Linked DNA regions of Ovis aries: region 2 is linked to region 1. A link is a contact called in public Hi-C data. All regions are on one chromosome and are shown on one strand. The core of a region is the stretch at or near the end of the contact, and the rest is flanking DNA. Distances in the headings are between cores, read along the strand shown. Region 1 holds the start of VGF (VGF nerve growth factor inducible). Region 2 holds the start of UFSP1 (UFM1 specific peptidase 1 (inactive)).

Region 1 (3,292 bases), core at 505-3,004:
CCCACCTTTTTCCCCGCAGAGCTGATGGGCTTTCTTCTGGGAAAGTGGAGCCAGTGATGGACCCGAGAAGCCACTGCTGGCTATAGAGGGAAAGCACGTGAGTGTGTGTGTGTGTGTGTGTGTGTGTGTGTGTGAGAGAGAGAGAGAGAGAGAGAGAGAGAGAGAGAGGAGAGGATGAGGGTCAATACTAGGAAGATGAGGAAGGGGGTGAGGACTGGCTCTGAGTCTCTGAGCTCCTGGCAGGCAGCCCCAATCCTGGTTTCCAGAGTCTTAGGGCGAGGGTGCCCTGTATGTGCCCACGGGCAGCCCTGTGTCCGCAGTTCTTGTGTGTCTGGCATGTGTCGTTCCACTCCCCGCCCTCCCTGCCCACACCCCCGCACAGCTCTCTGCCTGCACCGCAGCCCCCCTCCAGCTCCCTCCCTCCCCTTCATTCCTGCAGTGGCTGCTCCCCTCGCCTCCCTCCCCTCTCCCTGCCCCCTCCTCATTTCCGTCCCCCCCCACCCCGCACCCCCGCCTGTGGCTGGTCTCCCTTCACTGGACCCGGCTCGCTGATGGATTCTCTTTGCGCAATCTGTGCGTCATCTCCCCCCCCCGCCCCCCCCCCCCCCGCGCCCGGAACCTCTAACTATCCAAGCCCCCAGCCCCAACCCCTCTGACAGGAGATTCGGACGAGGGGTCTGGTGGCAGAGAAGGGTGATCTCTGACGTTGCTTTTGAACCCACCCTCCACCCCCCACCCGCATCGCGTTCAAATCTTCCCTTTAAGCAAAGAAGAGAGATTGAACTGAGTCACCCCCGCAACCTGCACAACCCCCTCCCCACCAGGTCTGCTCTCGTCCTCCAAACGTCCTTTGGGGGGTAGCAGCAGGAGGGGAAGAAGCAGGAAGGTGGTGAGGAGAGGTGGTCTGAAAAAGGGCACAGCGGGGGCGCCAATGTATTCTACAGAGTCAACTGGACAGAAAGACAGACACACCTTTTTCTCCAGACACGCACCGACCACGGACAGACACGACACAGAGGCACACATATCCTCAGTCTTTCCCCTGTCTCTTCCAACTCGGATCCTTTCCATCCAGATCACTCAAACCGCAAGATCCACCCATGTGCCCCAGCCCAGGGCACGCACCCCGCACCGCAGATCCGTGGACAGCGCCCGCAGGCGCGCAGAACCATCCCTCCTCTCAGGTTCACGCCGTCCTTGGGCGTGTTTCCCATGGACCCTGCAGTCAGGAGACGGGGAGTCTGGCTCCCTCCTCAGTTTTGGAGTCTTATCTTCCCCCTTCCCAGTATGGATCTCCTACTGGGGCCCAGTCAGACTCTGGGAGTGCCCCCACCCTATTCCACTCGCCGGGTTCCCGCCGCTGCAGGTTGCTCTGTAGCCCACCCTCCCGCCTTGCAGCGGCTCTGCATTCACCCTTCCATTCATCCTTCCATTCATTCATTCATCCTTTTCTCCTCGTCCCTCCTTCATTCATTCATAGCCCCCTACCCCGCCCGCCTCAGCATTTCATTCATTCATTCCTTCATTCATTCATTTCCCCTGTGCTAGGCTAGCGCACGCCCCTCCAACCGAGGCCCGCAGCGCGCAGGCGCGGGCCGGGAGAGGCACGTATCCTCCAATCGTTGGGCGTCCTCCCGCCTCTAGGCTCCCGCCCGCTTCCCCATGAATGAACATTGACGTCAATGGGGCGGGGCGATTCCCACGTGACTTAGCGGGCTCCTCTTTATAAGGCGGTGGCGGCGCGGGCGCTGTCCAGCGTGCTGAAGCCTGAGCGAGCGAGTCTCCCGGAGCCGCGCGGACCCAGCTGAGCCCAGCGCACTGGACGCCAGACCTCGACCATCTCTCGTACCCTAGCCACCGCTCGGAGCCGAGGCGGACTCATCCCGATCTTCCCCTGTCCCCACCCCGCCCCGACCCTCTTCTCCACCTCCCGCGTCGTGGCACCAGCTGGTAAATACTCTGCTGTCCGTCCCTCAAACCCTCGGCAGTCGTTGGGCGTGAGGGGAGGGTTCTCTCTCCCCACAGATGGGAGTGTTGAAAACACAGCGGGGAGCCCCCGGGAAGGGTCCCTGTAAATGGGGGAGTCGCCGCTTTTCTCTTGCTGCTGAAGTCGCCCACGCACCATCCGGGGAGTCCTGCGGGGAGGGAGCAGATTTTTTTCCCCCTGCATCCTTGCTGCTTAGTATGTGGGCGCTGGCAGTGAGATGGCTCAGGGAAGGGGGCGAGGAGGCACTGGGGAAGCAAGCGTTGCAGACGTTTCCCCATTTACACGATTCCAGAGATCGGCACAACATCGTCCTCCTTTGCTCCTAAACGTCCCTTTTCTGGGTAAGGTTAGGGAGACAAGGGAAGCCCCGGATTTCCTGATTAAATATGGGGGAAGGGGATATAAAATCAGAAAGCGGAAAAATTCTTACAGAAACCCTCTCTTTCTTTGGTCCCTTCTCCGCCCCCCCCCCCCCCCCCCCACAGTCTCCGGCAGTCCTTCGGTCATGAAATCGCTCAGGTTGCTGGCTACTGTCCTCTTCTGCCTGCTCCTACTGATCAAGGGGTTGGGAGCAGCGCCCCCCGGGCACCCTGAGGCTCAGCCACCTCCTCCCAGCTCTGAGCATAAAGAGCCGGTAGCTGGGGACGCAGTGCTCGGGCCGAAGGATGTTAGCGCCCCAGAGGTCCGAGCCGCTCGAAATTCAGAGCCGCAGGACGAGGGAGAGCTTTTCCAGGGCGTGGATCCCCGGGCGCTGGCCGCGGTGCTGCTGCAGGCACTCGACCGCCCGGCCTCGCCCCAGGCGCCCGGAGGCTCCCAGCAGCGGCCAGAGGAAGAAACAGCAGAATCTCTGCTGACCGAGACCGTGCGCAGCCAGACCCACAGTCTCCCAGCGCCAGAGACCCAGGCGCCCGCGGCCCCTCCTCGCCCTCAGACTCAGGAGAATGGTGCCGAAGCGGCCGATCCCTCGGAGGAGCTCGAGGCGCTAGCTTCCCTGCTTCAGGAGCTGAGAGATTTCAGTCCTAGCAGCGCCAAACGCCAGCAAGAGACGGCAGCAGCAGAGACGGAAACCCGCACGCACACGCTGACCCGAGTCAACCTGGAGAGCCCCGGGCCGGAGCGCGTGTGGCGCGCTTCCTGGGGAGAGTTCCAGGCGCGCGTCCCGGAGCGCGCGCCCCTGCCGCCCCCTGCTCCCCCGCAATTCCAGGCGCGTGTGCCAGAGAGCGGACCCCTTCCCGAAGCCCATCAGTTCGGGGAAGGAGGGTCCTCCCCCAAAACACACCTAGGTGAGGCATTGGCACCCTTGTC
Region 2 (3,367 bases), core at 63-2,562, 200 kb after region 1:
CTCAGGCCCCGCCCACGGGGAGGCAGCCCCGAGGCCCAGGCCCGGCCTCCCCCTGCCCCTCCTTCTCCTCCTCTTTCTCCTCCTCTCCCGGCTCCTGCGGCTGTGACCACGGCCTCTCCCCCTCCGGCCTCAGGGCCCACACCCCCCCCTCTAAAGAGTGGTCGGATCGTGGGGAAGGGCCTCATTCAGGGATCTCCGACCCAGCGCCCCCTCCCTCCTCAAACCGAGAAACTGAAACTAGACAGGGAAGGGAGAGAGGAGGGGTGGGGGGAGGGGGGCGGTACACCTACGACCCATCTCAGGGACCCACACACCTTCATTGTTTAAATGGAAATGAAAAGGCCAATTCTTTTTTAATATATAAAATTATTCTCTGGAGCCTGAGCTCGGTGTTGGGGGGTGAGGGAGGCCCTGGGGCTAGATAGCACCCCTAGTGGAGCTATAAACGCCAACCATTTCTGTCTCTTCTCTTTTCCCCACCAACCCACGGAACTCCTCCTCTGATCCCTTCGATCCTCCTGTCTTCCGGTCATCTTCCCCTCCCTCCTCCTTACCGCCATCCTTCTCTGGCTCCGCCTCTACCCTCGCCCGCCCTCTGGTCTTGTCTTTCGCATATTCTCCTGATCCTCTTTCCACCACTTCACGTGGTCACCTGCATTCTCCGTGTCCTCTCTGAACTCACGCTACCCCCTCTCCAACCCTCGCATGTCCGTTCCCGTTCTTCCCTATGTCCTCTCCCCACCCACTTGCCGGGCACTCTGGCCGCAGACACGCTGGACGAGGCGGAGCGCCAGTGGAAGGCCGAGTTCCATCGCTGGAGCTCCTACATGGTGCACTGGAAGAACCAGTTTGACCATTACAGCAAGCAGGATCGCTGCGCAGACCTGTGACCCAGGCGGGACCCCCACATCCCCTGCCCTGCCCGCTCTGCCTGGCCCCTCAGCTGTATATACTATTTATTTATGGGCTGGGATATTACACGGAGGATCCCTAGACCCTGCCCACCCACCTCCGACTTTCCCCTGGGGCTCCCGGCCCTCTGCATGCCTCGGGCCGAGCCCCCTCCCCCGCGGTGCCTTCGCCCTCTGGGCTGCCAATAAACTGTTAACAGCCAAGGGAGTGTGCGCGACTGAGGAGTCGGGGTCCGGGTAGAATGCTCCAACCTCTGGGGCGGAGTGAATAAAGGGGTGGGTGTTAAGTCGGAGCGGGGAGAGGAAGCTGGGCGCAGCCAGTAGGGCCCGCCGCGAGTAGGAGTTCACGCCTGCGCAGTGAGGCTGGCGGTGCGGGCGCGGCGGTGCATTGTGGGAGACCCGAGGACCTGCTTGGTTCCTCACCGCCGCGATCGCGCCATGTGCTGCTACCAGGGGCCGGACGAGCGATCCCGGGGCCCTTGCGCCGGTGCTGCCTGCGATCAGCCCTAGACTCGGGGCGGAGGAGAGCTGGAACCTGGAGTTCGCGCCGCGCTGCCTGGAGGACGCACCTGCCTGGCCCGAAAACCGCCGCTCCCGCCCACCGCCCTGGAGCTGCTGAAAGACGTCCACCTGGGCCTGGCCCTGCCCGGCCGCGGCCCCACCCGCCTGGCCGTCGTCTCGGGCCACTACCTCTACTACCACTACGGCTGCGACGGAGTGGACGACCGCGGCTGGGGATGCGGCTACCGCACTCTGCAGACGCTGTTCTCATGGCCGGAGGGCCGGCCCGCGGGCGTACCCGAACTGGGTGCAATGCAGGCAGCCCTGGAGGACATGGGCGACAAGCCCCCCGGGTTCCGGGGCTCTCAGAGCTGGATCGGCTGTGTAGAAGCCAGCCTCTGCCTGGACCACTTCGGGGGGCCCCAAGGGCGGCTGCGTCATGTTACCCGTGGAGCAGGGCTTCAGGAGGAACTGGAGAGGCTGTACTCCCACTTCGCTGGGGGCGGGGGGCCTGTAATGGTTGGCGGGGATGCAGATGCCCAGTCCAAGGCCTTGCTGGGAGTATGCCTGGGCCCAGGCACCGAAGCCTACGTCCTGGTGTTGGACCCTCACTGTTGGGGTGCTCCGAAGAACCCCAGCGAACTACAGGCTGCTGGTTGGGTGGGCTGGCAAGAGGTAAGCACAGCCTTTGACCCCCACTCCTTCTACAACCTGTGCATGACCAGCTGTAACTCCGAAGAGCAGACCTGTGCCCTGGACTGAGGCTAAGTTCCCAGCACTGAGCTGCCTCTAGCCCTGTACACATTCATCCACCCTCATCTCAAAGGCAGAGGCTGCCTAATGTCAGACCCCCAGGAAGTTCCAGCAAAGCCTGGGACCTTTGCTGTCAATAAAGTGGGAAGACCCAGCTAACCATGGCCCCAGCAATTGGGGGGGAGAATTCAGGGAGGTCTATATTGTACTCTCTCTCTCTATATATAGATAGATAGATAGATAGATAGATAGATAGATAGATAGATAATAGATATATACACACACACATGTATATATTCTGCCTGCAATGCAAGAGACCCAGGTTTGATCCCCAGGTCAGGAAAGTCCCCTGGAGAAAAACATGGCAAGCCACTCCATTATTCTTGCCTGGAGAACTCTGTGGACAGAGGAGCCTGGTGGACAGAGGAGCCTGGTGGGCTACAGTCCATGGGGTCACAAAGAATCAGACACAACTGAGCAATGAACACTTCATATATACTAAGCCAAGAGTCACCACGCAAGTGCTTTTACTGGCAGTAGGGCTGAACGTACAAAAACTTCTCAGAGCTAGATAAGACAAGGCAGTCACAAGTACAGATGATGTCAGGAGTGAGGAAAAGTAGGGGAGTCAAAAGAAGTCCACATCATCTGGAGCATCCAGGTCGCGGTATTCCACAATGGCCCGTGGATCTCCACGGACCATCCTGTGCGGTCAGAAAGAGTTCAGATGGGGTTAGAGTTGAGGGTCTCTGAAAGGGAGTTTGCAGAGGACCAAGAAAACGTAACCATCTTAGCCCATTCTCACCTATTTCGAGGTTTCCCAGGGTAACCTCCCTGGCCTCGGAAGGCATCATAGTTCCCTCGGCCAGCACCATAGGGAGCATGGGGGTATGGGGGTCCTCCTGTGGGGACTGCAGGGCGAACAGCACCAGCTAGGAAAAAGATCAGCACAGAGTTGAAACATTGTGACCTCAACTATACCCTAAGTTTTCTTTCTCCCAGCCCCAGTTCAAGTCCTTCAGCTCCCTCTTACACTTACCTCCATAGCCCAAGATGGGGGGCCTGGGCTGACCATAGGGCATCAGGCCCTGGGGAGTCTGGTGTGGGTAGGGAAGTCCCGGGGTCAGACCTGGGGGGAGTACAACAAGGACAGGGACATGAATTACTGCGGGGGGGGGTGGGGGGGAACAATGTGCTTTTAG

What was found. Hi-C and Micro-C count contacts between places; a contact is called where the count stands out from the background.
Region 2: a Hi-C map of liver shows a contact between it and region 1, with 2.4 times the contacts expected there. The contact joins the promoter of UFSP1 here to the promoter of VGF in region 1. A contact is called at or near these places in 2 of 16 Hi-C or Micro-C datasets (liver and tail adipose tissue).

The regions. Positions count from the first base shown.
Region 1 is chr24:35,996,516-35,999,807 of ARS-UI_Ramb_v3.0, forward strand. VGF (VGF nerve growth factor inducible) reads left to right here and starts at 1,755. Exons shown (of 2, transcript XM_012104845.4): 1 at 1,755-1,950; 2 at 2,473-3,292. The coding sequence starts at 2,493.
Region 2 is chr24:36,200,374-36,203,740 of ARS-UI_Ramb_v3.0, forward strand. UFSP1 (UFM1 specific peptidase 1 (inactive)) reads left to right here and starts at 1,313. Exons shown (of 1, transcript XM_004021001.4): 1 at 1,313-2,324. The coding sequence starts at 1,725. The coding sequence ends at 2,174. ACHE (acetylcholinesterase (Cartwright blood group)) reads left to right here. Exons shown (of 5, transcript XM_060405641.1): 5 at 1-1,115. The coding sequence ends at 106. It overlaps SRRT (serrate, RNA effector molecule), which reads right to left. Exons shown (of 20, transcript XM_027961907.2): 18 at 3,205-3,294; 19 at 2,971-3,097; 20 at 2,662-2,869. The coding sequence ends at 2,794.